Linked DNA regions of Mus musculus: region 2 is linked to region 1. The links are chromatin contacts, called in public HiChIP or PLAC-seq maps. All regions are on one chromosome and are shown on one strand. The core of a region is the stretch at or near the end of the contact, and the rest is flanking DNA. Distances in the headings are between cores, read along the strand shown. Region 1 overlaps Mtss1 (MTSS I-BAR domain containing 1). Region 2 holds the start of Gm19510 (predicted gene, 19510).

Region 1 (7,073 bases), core at 1,223-3,722:
CAGACATACATGCATGCAAAAACTACCCACAGGCACTAAATTAAAAATCTCAAGAACAGTTAAAAGTTTATATTTGCATGCGTATCAGGGCACACATTGAGATGTTCCTGTGGGCGAGGAGACCAAAAGTCAGTCTGAGGCAGTGTTCCTCAGGAACTGTGCATGTTGCTTTCCGCAGACGTTCCTCTTAGACCTGGGGTTTACCGGGTCAGCTAAGCTGACCAGCCGGGCATGCTCCTGGCGGTGCTTGATTTCAGAAGCACACACTGCCATGCCTGACTTTTTAACAGTGTGCACGCTGAGGATGGAACTTGGATTCTCATGCTTGTATGGCTCCCCGGGACAGGAAGCACCCTTTTATGTAGTTAGATGCCCAATAAATGCCAGCCAGTTGTCATTGCTTTGTTATATTGGTCTGTCTTTACATGGTTTATCATAGACACCATTAGATGTTTTCATTTTGGGGTTAAGAAACAGCAAAAGTAAATGAGTCAGTCAGTCAGTCAGTCAGTCAGTCAGTCAACCAACCATTCGGGTCAGTGGATGGCTCAGACATTAAAGGTGCTAGCCACCTAGACTGATGACCTGAGTTAAGTTGCTGAGACACACAGGAGAGAACAGACGACATCCAGATATTTTCTGACCTTCATACGAGTATGAAAGTACTCACAGGTGTGCATGCACATGTGAACAGGGCACACACACAACACATTAGGTTAGATTCCCAAGATCCAAGTGCAGGAATAGACACTAACATATATCACAGTGCACACAAAAGGAATGTAAGCAAATTGATGCTGGAGGGCATTTGACAGCCTGTGTTCCTAGAACACTTCCCAGGAGCCTGTTGACACACACTGTTACACACCCTTATTCAAGCAGGTGTTCCCGAAACCTGCCTGCTTGCGTACCCTTTAAACCTAGCGCCTTCTTAGTTACGCTCTGTGCGAGCATGTGTGTGTGTGTGCACCTCCCCTGCACCCCCTGCGTGTTTGTGTTTAAAACGTATAGTAAATACTTGAGCGTTTACCCTTTTCTTCAATTCAAATTAACCTTCCCAGTTAATTAAAATATTTTACCTCATGGGGACTGACTACTGTGCATTTTCTAAAATGACATTTCCCGTTTGTTTACACTGCAATGCTAGACTGGTAATGACTAGTGATAAAGAGAAGATGCCTGCCTTCCCTGCTTGCAGTTCCTGGTGGCCTCTGGGTCCTGCCCCCCTCCGGTGGCATGGCCGTTGACAGGAATGGGCGGTCCTCAGAGGACCCTTAGGTTATTAACTGGGCTGCATGGAAGAGCTCCATTGGCTTCACGCTTGGATGGTGGTAATGAGCTCTGTGGCCCTTGCCTGTTCTCTTAGAGCTCCGGGGAACAGAGGGGCCGGGAGCTATGAGGGAAGCAGGTGTCTGCTGATCCCGTCCCAGCCCCTTCCCAACACCCCATCTCTTGGCCATTGGGCCTGAGGGTGTGGCTCTCCACCGTGGAGGGAGATTGGGAAACAGATGCCTCTTCCATGCCTCTTCCTGTTTCAGATGTGACTTTTCTCTTTCCAAGCATATTTTTTTTTTTGATGGTTGGGGATTCCTTTGAAGCTCCACTCAGCATTATTAATTCAGTGGTAGGGTGTGGACGGCACTTGGGTGGCTCTGCTAAGCAGTTGCCTTCCTTGGTAGAAGAAAGGGCTCCTCCAGGTCCAAGGAGCAAGGCCACAACCTTTTGTCATCAACAAATCGAAATGTTCTTGGTTCTCCCTTGTATGGGTAGTGACTACCAAACATGTTTTATTAGATTTCTGCCAGGGGCTCCCCTCTCCAGCTTAAAGGACCCCATCAGTGAAGTCATGTTGTTCTGGTCTGACAAAACGTGGGGGCTACAGGACCTTATAAAGAGGGCCCTACCTATACCATTTCACTGTGTGGTTATGGGGCGCTCTACTAGTCCCCTATTCGCAGCCGGAATGTGTCTGCCTTAACTGCTGGGCTCTGGCTGCCTCTCTCATTTACCTCTGGTGAGTGCACCTACAGGAACGTGTGTTCTCAGGGTGGGTTCTCAGCCTCAGCCTCCATCATTCTTGTGTTCCCATGGCAGCTCTCACGCCTGGGTTTATAGTCTGCACGGAACCCAAGAACGGCAAGTGTGTCTTCATGCCACTTGTGGGCAAGGCAGGCCGCTAGAGACCCCCACAGAAGCATGCTGTCCTGACTGAGACTCCAGTGTGCCTTCAATCTTGTCCCTTCTAGGGTGTGGAGGGAGGTGACTGGCTGGCCACCTGTTTCCCCTTGGCAGCTGGGCCAAGGCCAAGGCTTTGCGAGCGATCCACGCCCTGCCCGCCTGCATTTCTGCAAGGGTTCACTGTTCAGATGACAGATGTCAAGCCCACCAACAGCTGCCCTCCCGGTCCCCGGTCCCCGGGGCTGGGCTTCCTTCCTCCTTCTTCTCAGGGTTCATCTCACCCCCACCCTGTTCAGCTTTCTCACTGACTCCTAGCTCCACAGGGGAAGTGACTCTGCAGGTTCTCTAAGGCCACTCACTGCTGAACTGTCCCTTGATCCCACCCATCTCCCTTTAAATTAGCACATGAGTTCACTGACAGCACTGCCTTGGCCCGACCTCTGTTTCGAAGGGGAGGACACCTCTTTGGAAGAGAATCAAATACAGCCGGCCTCAGCCCAGTGCTGCTTCTCCTCCCTAGGCAGAGGCCAGATTTCCTGGTGTTCTGACTCCCAGGATGGTTGAGACGCGAATCACTGACATGGGAGGTGAGGAGGAGGGCAGGTTGAGAATTAAGTCTGCCGTTTCCATGGATGCAGAGGAAGTCCCTGCTTAGTTCCTGTTGCACTCTTACATTCTAAATCAAACGGCCAGCCCTGAAAGGCAAAGGTGGTGTCACCCAGAGAGTCAGTGCTGTTGGCATCTGCTCAGGGCAAGTGCTGACCTTTCATTCCTTTGCAAAGATTTAAGGCTGTTGTGCAAGGTTATGGTGAGGAAAATAAACCTGTTCTCCAGCCCTGACCAAGCAGCAGGCCCTCAGGTGTCTCCTCAAGCTTGTAAAGGAACTTTAAGATGGTGTCTGTGGAGGCAAGAGAGTCAGGAGTTCAAGGCCACCCTCCCTTACATAGCACCTTTGAGGTCAGCCCCACCGAGGCTCTGCCTGGTTGGCTGCTTCTGTTTCCTCCGTGGAATCATGAGGCCACAATGCCCACAGCTAGGGGACAGCCAGGCTTGCAGGCAAAGAAAGCCTCATTTGTTACAGTTGCCAGAAAGCTCCCGTTGTGTTCTCTGTGCTTTGAAAACTTCTGTGGATAAATTCCCTCCACTAATGACTGCCATTATATTTTCCTAGTGTATAGACAATCAAAACATGGCCACGAAAGCTTGCTCAGCTGTTCAGAGTGCGAGCTGTCCTTTCAGAGGACCTGGGTTCACTTCCCCTCCCAGGTCCTCACATTGGTAGCTCGGAACCATCGACAACTGTAGTTTCATAGAATCTGATACCCTCTTCGGACCTCCTCAGAGTCTGTGTGCATGTGGTGTGCACATTTTTACCCAGGTGCATGCATGCACACTGCATACATACTCATGGGCTTTTGACAGGAGCCTGAGTTGGGTGGTAAGCTGCTTTTTTTTTTAATTGCCTTTGCATCTTGAAATGCTAGCTAAGTCTTAGAGACCATCTCTGGACTTAACTCGGATGCTTGGTGTCTGTCTCAGGCCCAAGAGGGACTCCTGAGAACGATAATCTCTTGTTTTGCTTAGCAACCCCGTTAGCAAGATGTTAGCAGCCTAATGAAATTATAAGCCAGGGCACCATAAAATAAGGTGATTCCATGGAGTAGCAGAAGAGTTGTATCAGAGACAGTAACAATGGAGGACCCTCTGCTGGCTCTCACAGTGACCAAGGATAAGGCCAAGCTGGCCTCCTTAGCCACCAGCCACTCAGCATGGCCATGGGGAGATAACCACTCTAATTAGGATAGATCAAGGCTTTTTGTCCTGGGAGAGCTGTAGGAACTGACCCATTCAGGCACATGGCTGGGCTACCTTAAGCATAACAAGATACAACTCCCCCCACCCCCATACACATGCACATTTATACACAATTTATAGCCAACTTTAGTGCCAAAGAAATCCCAAGTCTGTAGAATGCACGTGACCATGCCCATCGCTCAGTGGCCAAATGCCCAAGTGCCACCTGAAAAGTGGGTCGCACCAGCAGGCTGTGCGTGTAGTGTTCGCTGCAGAAATTTATTTTCCAGCTTTTCTCCAGTTTCCTCCTTATTCGTTTGGTTCTTTTTCTCTGACATGATGTCCTTTTGTCTTCTTAGTCACAAAATGAGCTTTACTTATGGGAGAAGGGGAGAGGAAGGAGCCGTGTGCGGAGGATGGTCATGGTCAGTAAGGGGATGGCGCACCCTGATGCACCAGGCTGTGGGGGAAGGCAGTGAGCTTCGACTCCCCATAAAAATCATAACAGAAGACACTAGGATGGAGAGCCAGAGGGCACCAAACAAGCCATTCACTAGGAATCATTAAAATCGGTTCTTTTCTCTCTGAAGTCAGAACATGAAACCAGTTCTCCAACTTCAGTGTGCATAGGAGTTTCATGAGATTTTGTCAAATTCAGAGCCAGGAAGCCTTAGGTGGGGCCCCAGACGGTGTGACTCTGAATTCTGAGGGTCACGATTTTTTAGTTAAGTTTAGCCCCCCCCCCCAAGGGTTTTGTTGTTGTTTGTTTGTTTTCATTTCTAAAAGGCAACAGGAGGAGTAAAAATATTTAGGTCAAGAAACTTGAAGGGCTGCTGCTCCGGTCGTAAAAGTCAGGTGGCGGCTCTTACCTTCCAGCTGTCAGGATGGCGGAGCACTCGTGCGTCCATAGTAACAGATGAAGTTCTCATCAGTCCGTAATCTTTATGTGGTGGTGGGATTTTCGAGGACAGAGAAAGGAGGCGCTGAGAATCGGGGAGAGTTAGTACTTCTCTCTCGATTTGCATGCAATCCGATTTCTACTTTCTTTCATATTGGAGCTTCCTGCAGAAATGCATTGCTCGCCCGTTGCACTGATGGATTTTCACCATCACAGGTAAACTTGGGTCTGGATCAGGGCTTGAAGTGTGAATGAGATATTGGCATCAGTTCCCTTCAGAAGCCGGCTCCACCCACTCCATCAGTATAGACATCGTAGACCTGTTAGGGAATCCCGTCTACAACCATCTTCAGACATTTAAACAGCATTGACTCGGAATCAACCGACACTTACTTTAGAAACCATTTGTTGTGACATATTTTTGCCTACTGAAGTGAACTGAATTTTCCTTTCTAGAAATAGGAATTAAAGCCAAGTCCTGGACTAACTGGGGTGGCAAAACCATTCCAGGCTGTTCAAGGTCCAGAAAAAGGGTTTGATTATGAAGAAGTGGTAGGGGTTTGACTTTTCTTAGATTAGCTAAAAGGATGAAATCTGAGTGCTGTTATTGTTGGGGGTGGGGAGCAGGGTCTCCCTCTAGATGAGGCTGGTTTTGAACTCCGTGTGTAGTAGAGTAGGGTAACCTTGAACCTACGATCCTCCTGCCTTCATCTCCCAAGCACTGGGATCAGAGGCATGCACTTCTACACCCGGTTTCATGCCTGGCTGTGCGGTGCTAGAGAATGAACCCACAGCCCCGTCACTAGGCAAGCAGGCTACCGACTGAACTGTATCCCCAGCATCCTGGATACTGTTACTAAAGAGGAACTAACAGGTCAGCAACATAAGGAGTTTTTCTCTTCGTGTTTGCCATCCATGCTTGGTGGAGTAAATGGGAGTTGAACTCAAGTTTCCAAAAGGTTTTGACCATCCACAAGAATACAAGGACAGGAATGACCAAGTCTAGAGAAGCCATCCTCTAGAAGAAGTCTACAGTTCGAGGGACTCGGTCAGACTCCAGAGATAGCCAGTAGCAAAAGTTTGTATTTTACTGAAAGTCTTCCTGGGGTGTCCCTGAGTACATCTTCTCTCCCAGGAGTTAGAGGCAGACACTGCCGGATCTGTGAGGATGGAGGGACTCAGATGTCCTCCTTTTGCAAATGAAGATGTTAAACTTGGAGGGTGGGGGGACTTATTGGTAGTTAATGTATGTGTCATTAAAAAGCAAGATCAAAGCACCAGAGAGGCAGCTCAGCTGTTCTGGTAGAGGACCTAGTTTTGTTACCAGCACATGTAACTTCAACTGCAGGATGCAATGCCCTTTGTCCTTTGAGGATACCAGACATACACTCTGTACTCACACATACTCATAGGCACATAACAAACACATAAGATACATAAACAAATCTTTTTAAAAAAACAGGAGGTTTGCTTATTACCTTTTCCCTTGATCTAGTTGTTTTTATTAAAAGCAAACAAAACAAAACAAAACAAAAAGCCACAACCACAGCATGTTCCAGAACTCAGTCTTGATGTCCTATTAGCTGCAGCTCGAGCTCTGGCCTCATGGCTGGGCCATGGAGGGAGCCATGGTCTCTCCACCATCACCTTTAGAGGGCATGATGAGACAAGGTCCCTGGGGGAAGTTGGCAGAGGACCCATGCTGAAGGTGGCTCTAGTTGTGGGTAGATGGGAGCTGGGAGGCCGAGGGCTTTCCTGACAAGAGCCCTGACAGTGGCTCTGAGATAAAGAGAAGCCAAGAAAGACATCTTGACAGATACAACCAGCTTGGGATGAGGTGCAGCATGGAGCTGGTTGACCACAGCTTGAGGTCACCTGTGCACTGGGGCTGTCATCCAAGTCTGGGAACATAAAGGAACATCAAGGTTAGCGGAAGGGGTGGGGGTTGGGGGATGCAGTGCCAGCAGGACCTGATCTGGCCAGTGTACCAGTACCGGGGCTTCTGCACGCCTGGCTAGGTACATGCTCTTCAAGGTGTGGCAGAGCCCTGTTATGAAAGCAGCTCACTATGTTTGCTGACTCTGGAGAGTAAAGGACATTTTGTGTCAGTGGAGAGACAGCTTAGCTGTCCTCAGAAACGCCAAGCCTTCCTGGAATCGAGGTCCAGACGACCTTCCCTGGCCTCCCTGTTTCCCTGGCAGCT
Region 2 (7,270 bases), core at 711-3,210, 800 kb before region 1:
CCAGGCCCTTTGTAGCACACGAGTCATCCTCTAGGCTCCAGATGCCTGTACTCCACTGCTGCTGCTGCTCTTGGTGGTCATCTCATGGTACTGGCATCTCCAAAACACTGCATGACCCCTTCAGTCCTGGGCCATCAATTGCAACTGAGGCTGCACTTTCACCAATGGCCTTCCATGGCCTCTCACTGTGCCAAGCCTCAGCTGCTCTGCTCAACTCCTTCATGCCTTCAAAACCAGTACCACCTGGGTGACCCTTACACATTACCAAGTCCAGCCACAGCACAAGGTACAACTTTGGCTATATCTGGAACACAGCCACTGTGCTTTCAGAAAATACTTCCCAGAAGATGTCACCTCAATGATGCTGGTCTCTTCTTAATCACCGCTAATTTCTTAGCTCCAGCTAACCAGCATCAATAGTCCCAGTAATGCAAAGTTTTTGCTTTAGTAGTTCTGGTATCTTGTTAATCACAGCTGATTCTTCAGCCCCAGCTAACCAGAACTACAGAATCTTCACAATCAAAACAGGAATGGCCCTGAAAAGAGTCTTTAATTTTCCCTCTGAAATTTCACACACCAGAGCTCCAACTTCTGCAGTGTTCTCAACATTATCTTCCAAGCTCCTACACAACATCCGACAGAGGTCTTAACAATGGATGGATCTTCAAGCCCAAAGTTCCAAAGTCCTTCCACAGTCCTCCCCAAAACATGGTCAGGTTGTCACAGGAATACCCCACTCCACTGGTACCAATTTGTCTTAGTAGTCAGGGTTTCTATTCCTGCACAAACATCATGACCAAGAAACAAGTTGGGGAGGAAAGGGTTTATTCGGCTTACACTTCCATACTGCTGTTCATCACCAAGGAAGCCAGGACTGGAACTCAAGCAGGTCAGGAAGCAGGAGCTGATGCAGAGGCCATGGAGGGATGTTCTTTACTGGCTTGCCTCACCTGGCTTGCTCAGCCTGCTTTCTTATAGAACCAAGACTACCAGCCCTGAGATGGTCCCACCCACAAGGGGCCTTTCCCCCTTGATCACTAATTGAGAAAATGCCTTACAGTTGGATCTCATGGAGGCATTTCCTCAACTGAAGCTCCTTTCTCTGTGATAACTCCAGCTGTGTCAAGTTGACACAAAACTAGCCAGTACACCTACCTAGTCTTCACAGCACCCCTACAAGGCAAGAGCTGTGATCATTGCTACTTTTGCAACAGAGAGTGTTGACATCCCAGAAAACTGAGTGACCTGCCTATGGTTCCCCCTACTAGCCTAGGATATCACTGGCCCAGCACACTGACTGATAAATTGTATTCTTTCTGAGGTTCCCGAACCCAGCCTACGTGTGTGGTGGCCTGTCTGATGCAGCTCCAGGCCTGGTCTTCGACATCATAGTAAGTGCCTCTGAGCATTTTCACATGTACACACCTCCTCTTGGGTACTCTTTCCTCCAGTGTCTGATTGCAGTGCCCGAGAAAACCCTGTGTTTCTCTGCATCGTGTGTGTGTGTGTGTGTGTGTGTGTGTGTGTGTGTGTGTGTGTATGTGTGTGTGTGTGTGTGAGAGAGAGAGAGAGAGAGAGACAGAGAGACAGAGAGACAGAGAGACAGAGAGAGAGAGAGAGAGAGAGACAGAGAGAGAGAGAGAGAGACAGAGACAGAGACAGATTCAGAGACAGAGAGAGAGGTATGGGATACATGTTACAGGGGTGGGCATATACACCACAGTGTGTGAGTGTGCATGCTTGTGTAGGCATACACAGAAGCCAGACAAGGACATGAAGTACTTTTCTATATTGTTCTCTGCTTTAGTCCCTGTGGTTGCAGGCACACATACCCATTCCTGGATTTTTATAAGGATTTGTGGGATTTGAACTCAGGACCTCACACTTGTTATGCACAGGTCGGCCCCAAGGCTGAGCCTTTGAAGCAAGCCTCTATGACATCATCCTGGACCATGGACTCTCACCTCTCTTGCTGTCTCATGTGAATGTTTCATTACTGAGTGACTCATAGGTACTTAGCTCACAGTGTACTTGTCTCTCCATGGGATTAGAAGCTCCCTAAGGGCAAGGCTTACCCATCTAGCCTATGACAGCCCTGTAGGCCCATGCCCAGTGTCACCTACACCCAGTCCCTCTCTAGCCAGAAATCCCTTCCTGTTTGGCTAGACTGACCCCATGGAGATGGGAGTGCCATGACCGGGGGGCACAGTGAATGAGATGACCCCTTCCAATAGCTTGCTAGAGCTGAAGAAGCAGATGTTGTACCAGGATGACTCAGGCAACCAAGATCTATGTTCTTGTAATTCTGGAGGCTGAAGTCCAAGAGCAGAGTGTAAGCAGGCTTGCTTTGACTCTCCTGGGCTGCCTCATGGCTGGCTCCTTCCTGTGTTCTTCTATAGGAAGTCTGGATTCAAGTTCCCTCTTTTGATGAAGAGCCCAGTTCTTGGATTAATATACCTCCCCAAGAGTCTCAGTAAGCATTACGACCCCAATGATATCAGTAAACATTACATAGTTCTTTAAGGGGCCTGTTCCCCAGTACAGGGACATTCTGAAGCCACAAGGATTCTTACTTCAATATATAATTTGAAATTCGTTAATTCAGCCTACAGTACATCTCAGCTTCCCTCTTTACTTCTGTTCCCATTGTCACCCACACACGAAATTAGACTCATTAAAGAGCAGGTTGGGAATATCCAAAATGCCAAGTCCAAGTGTCCAATGGCTGGTCCCAGGGTCCCCAGAAAGAGCCTGCAGCAAATACTGTCTGCTTTGATAATATTCTATGTGTCCACACTCATCACTGTCACCCAAGGCTGACCAGGAGAATGCTGAAAGGCACAGGATACAAGTGTTTTAAGGAAGCCATGTCCTTCACTGGCCAAGGAGGCCAGGCCAGTTCTCAGGCTTCACCAGAAGGCAGGCCTCTGGAGTTGCTTAGCAACTTCCATGCCAGATGTTCCTAGCCACCCACAGAGCTTCTGAAAGCTTCTCTTCATGCAGCCTTGGCACTTCCAGGAAAGGGAGGAAAATACCAAACAACTGATTGTCTTCTTCTAGTCACAAATTTGATAAAGGAAGAAACTATCCCTCTACTACCAGGACCCAGGGACTGGTCCCCACCCCAACCCCACAGCTTCTCTCCCTCTGCACAGTACAATTGAAATCCACCTCAAGACTATCCACTATGAGAACATGAAGTCCTTCCACAGCTCACCACATCTGCAAAATCAAGGTCACCCTCCATCCACATCGAGGTGATCAAAACCCTCTGCCTATGTCCCAGATTTAGGTCCCTGTGGCAAACCAGATGATTTAGGTTCAAATCCTATCTGTGAAATGTTCTAGCCATGTGACTTTGGAGAGTTTAACTAGCTTCCACATAAGTTAGGGTTTGGGTGAAAAATGCCCCGCCACCCCCCCACCCCCCACGAACATGTGTTTAAACAATTGGTTCTTAATTGGTAGCTCTGTTAGAAGAAGGTATGGAACTTTGGGGAGGTGGAGACCAGCTGGAGGAAATATGCCTCTGTTTATAGTCTGGCTCCACTTCCTGTCCTATATCTGTTCGCTGGTACCCAGAGATGTGAGTAAACACCATGGGAATTCTCCCCCCACCGTGACTTCCCCACCGTAAGGAATCCTCCAACTCTTATGTTACGTCTTATGAGGTAATTGCTCATAGCGACAAGAAAAGTTAGTAATATGTCATGTTCCAGTGTTATAACCCATAAAATATTAACCACAACAGTATTTTCTTTATAGCATTGTAACACAGATCAAATCCGTTGATGTGTGTGACGCATACAGAATAGTCTCTAGACTATATTACACTGCATGTAGACCTTGGTTAACTTAATCACACAGAGGCCCCATCCTTCAGCACATCCCACAGGAGGTGACAAGCTTTCCGAAGGATCCACAGGGACAAGGCATCATTCCTGTCAGAAACAGGCTTGCAGACCCAGGCCTTGAAGGGCAAGGAGGCACTTCCCATTGAAGTGGGTGTGGCGGTGCAGGAATCAGTCATGGGCACAGGATGATTGGAGGTTGGAAGAGTGTGATGTGTCTGGGCCGGTCCAGATGAATGTTGCTGGAACCGGAAGTGGGAAGTGGGCCCCTACCCCTGCTTTCAGCAAACAGAGAGTCAGTGGTGGGTCCCAAATGCAAGGGGAGGTCAGAGAACTTACATAGATAACAAAAGAAAGAAGGAGATACTGATCCTGGGCTCTAGGCAGTCCCTGCTGAGCTTGGGATGTGGGAGTGCCTTCCGGAGAGGAGGAGTTCAATGGGATGAGGAAGGCCTGAGGCCTTTGCTGTGGGAGGTGAAGGAAGGATCTTCCAGTCTTTGAGAAGAAGAGAGTAAGCCCCTGGGAGAGCCGCTGATGGCCCAGCTGTAGGAACGTGTGCACAGGTGCCAAGGACTGGGAAATGGGAACAGGGAAGGAGGGGAGCAGAGAGGGCTCCAGGCCCAGGATTTGTATCATCATCCAAGATGTAATGGGCTGAGTAGAAAAACTTCTAGAAGGGCTAAGATAGTATTAAAGGTTATCTTTTAGAAAGAACCCTGATGAATTCCCTATCAGCAGAGAAAAGAATGCTGCTGGAAGAGGTTGGGGGTGGGGGTTGTTCCTGATAAGACCTCATCCATGACAATGGAAAGGACAAGCCAGCCACAATAGAAAAGAAGACAGGAAAGGGACAGCATGACAGGAAGGCATGATGGCCTGTGGACTGCCTGAGTTGATGGTGTCTGACAGACAGGGATGTCCAGGCAGAAGGCAGGTAACTCCGGTTGCTGGAAGAGACAGAATTCGACTACTTGGCCACTGGGATAGGAAAGAGTCTCTGGGATAAGGGTTATCATCAGAGGAGGAGGGCTCTGGCTTAGAGGTAGCAGCATGATGTTGGGGACCTCAGCAGGGATGATAAGGAGGAAAGCCAAGGCAGAAGGGCTACCCCCTAGGTAGTTTCGCTCCTCTGCCAAAGGCTCAGCCCCTGGCAGGAAGCCCCTCACAGCTTCACTTTCTAGGAGTTTGTTTGTTCCTTCATGTTTATTTCCATGGTACCAGGGACTGACCCCGGGTTCTTGTGCTTGGTAGGTAAGCATTCTACCACCAGGCTACTTTCCCTAGCCTTGAGTTTCTGGAGTCTAGCAAACACTCGGTCTTCAGGTTCAAAGCTAGTGTTAGTTTCCTGTTATCCCATCTAGTGTTAGTCCCATCTAGTGGAATATCCACACTTCTGTAAACCTTTCTTCCATTAAAGATGGAGGAAGGAAGGATAGATGGAAGGTAGGTAGAGGGGACAGATAAAGTCACAATGGAAATGGAAACAAGGCAGTCAAAGAGGCAGGAGAAGAACCGGGAGTCAAGGGAGAAATGAACTACATAGCCAGTGGACATATCCTTTAGTTTAAAGGGCGGCTTTGGGTTAACCACTGGAAGGTCAATGATGACCTCAGTGACAGTAGTTTCATATTATGAGGGAATCCATTAGTAGAGGTCAAGGAATGAGGCAGACATAGGGAAGTGAGATGCTTGTTTTATTCCTTTATTTCCTGTGACTTGGAAGCCATGGACATCTCTCCTCTGGGCCTATCAAAGCCCCAAGGCACCTGTCACAAGAACATCTGAGCTGTCTCTTGGTTTTAATAAGGAGCCCAGCTATTTCTGCCCAGCTACATTGGGTGTCACTACCTAGATCTGTCACTCTAGGGTGAGTCAGTTCAGCCTTGACCACACAGCACACACAGCACCAGCCAAGGAGGCATCACCCACACAGAGAAGAGCTATTTATAACCAGCCACAGAGCTGAGCATTTCCGGAGCTGTTGCTGGCGCGGTACTCCTGTCGACTCGGTCAGTCTCACAACAACCTGAGAGGCTGTGCTTTTCTGATCTCTGTTTCTAAAGCAAGAACCTGGAAAAGATGGGTGCCTGAAATAATTTGATATCTTCAGATCCAAATATCTCTTCTTGGCAAAGTCATGAGGGAAGGAGGCAGGAAGGAGAAAGCAGCTAACACTCTTGCTAGGTGTGTGATAGGTTTCAGGGACAGAAGTATTCTCTTACGGGGTTCTGACAGGAACAACACAAAGGAGCTCTATTTTATGGATGGTCCTTCTAAACTCCAAAGGACCATGGTCTTCCCAAATTAATGGCAGAGCACAAGGCTATACGATTTAAACTCAAGCATCCCAGTGACAAGCAAGTCCTCTTTCTCTCGTCTATTGAATCTCCTTGATAATTCACAACTCAAACTAAGGCCTGGGCAGATTAGAATATCCTGATTAAGGCTGATCTATAAGTGTGACCTCTGAAGGTTCAGAGGGACAAGTACTTTGGAATGAAGAAGGGAGGTCTTGTGATGGTCCCATCCCCGGGCTCAGGGGCTGAGTTCTGTGCTTTATAAGTGGGGATCAATGATGCTGCCACCTACTCTTTGTCTTTCCTGCTTCATTCAGTCCTGAGCTGATTTCCAAACCACCCAGAGAATGGCTGGGCTTCTTAGAAAATGAGTCAGTCCCAGGGCATGGAAAAGAAGCTGTTTGTCTTGTTTTCTGGGCCCAAGTAGAGGTCACCCTTGGGCAGCCCTGCAGGTTTCTCAGGTTTAGAGACGTCGGGACTTGTCTACTCTCCCTGGTCAGTGATTATATTGATCATCTGTGTGGAGCCATCACTCCAGGCTCAGCTTGCAGAGACAATGGATGCTCTACTTGGGATCCTCGATAGCACCCCGTGGTGATTTAAATACGCTTGGCTTGGGGAATGGCACTATTAGAAATTGCCATGTTGGAGTAGGTGTGGCCTTGTTGGAGGAAGTGAGTCCCTGAGGGGGTGGGTTTGGAGACCCTTCTCCATGTAGGAGTCAGTTTCTCTTGTTTGCCTTAGGAACAAGATGTAGAATTCTCAGCTTCTCCAGCACCATGCCTGCCTGGACACTGCCATGCTTCCTGCCGTGATGATAATTGACTGAATCTCTGAGCCGGTAAGCCAGCCCCAATTAAATGTTATCCTCTATAAGAGTTGCCTTGATCATGGTGTCTGTTCTCAGCAGTAAAATCCTAACTAAAACAGACCCTATCTCGTACCCGTGGTGACAGTGGGCCATACCTTAGTGTCTTTGACAATGGCATATACAACTCCCTTTCCTAACCAAATACCATGAGTGGCCTGTTCCCAGGAAAGGAATGGGAGTGGTATCTGCTTTACTACAAGGACTATCAAGACAGTCACTCCGGTGAGAATCTGAAGGCACCCAAGTACTTT

The links. HiChIP or PLAC-seq counts read pairs in DNA pulled down with a chosen protein or histone mark.
Region 2: a contact with region 1 is called in an H3K27ac HiChIP or PLAC-seq map of microglia, with 5 times the contacts expected there. The contact joins two enhancer-like sites. A contact is called at or near these places in 1 of 115 datasets of contacts at active chromatin or transcription factors (microglia) and 1 of 9 other capture datasets (embryonic stem cells).

Annotation. Positions count from the first base shown.
Region 1 is chr15:58,999,675-59,006,747 of GRCm38.p6, reverse strand. All of the region lies in intron 3 of Mtss1 (MTSS I-BAR domain containing 1), which reads left to right. Among named protein-coding and RNA genes, the nearest start is that of Gm41330, 8.7 kb to the right of the region's middle. Within about 2 kb of position 2,472, at least 182 of the 459 cell types and tissues checked have an H3K27ac peak or open chromatin away from gene starts, as enhancers often do. A contact at or near this core is called in microglia, where this site is marked.
Region 2 is chr15:59,794,366-59,801,635 of GRCm38.p6, reverse strand. It overlaps Gm19510 (predicted gene, 19510), which reads left to right and starts at 6,677. Exons shown (of 4, transcript NR_045076.1): 1 at 6,677-6,989. Within about 2 kb of position 1,960, at least 49 of the 459 cell types and tissues checked have an H3K27ac peak or open chromatin away from gene starts, as enhancers often do. A contact at or near this core is called in microglia, where this site is marked.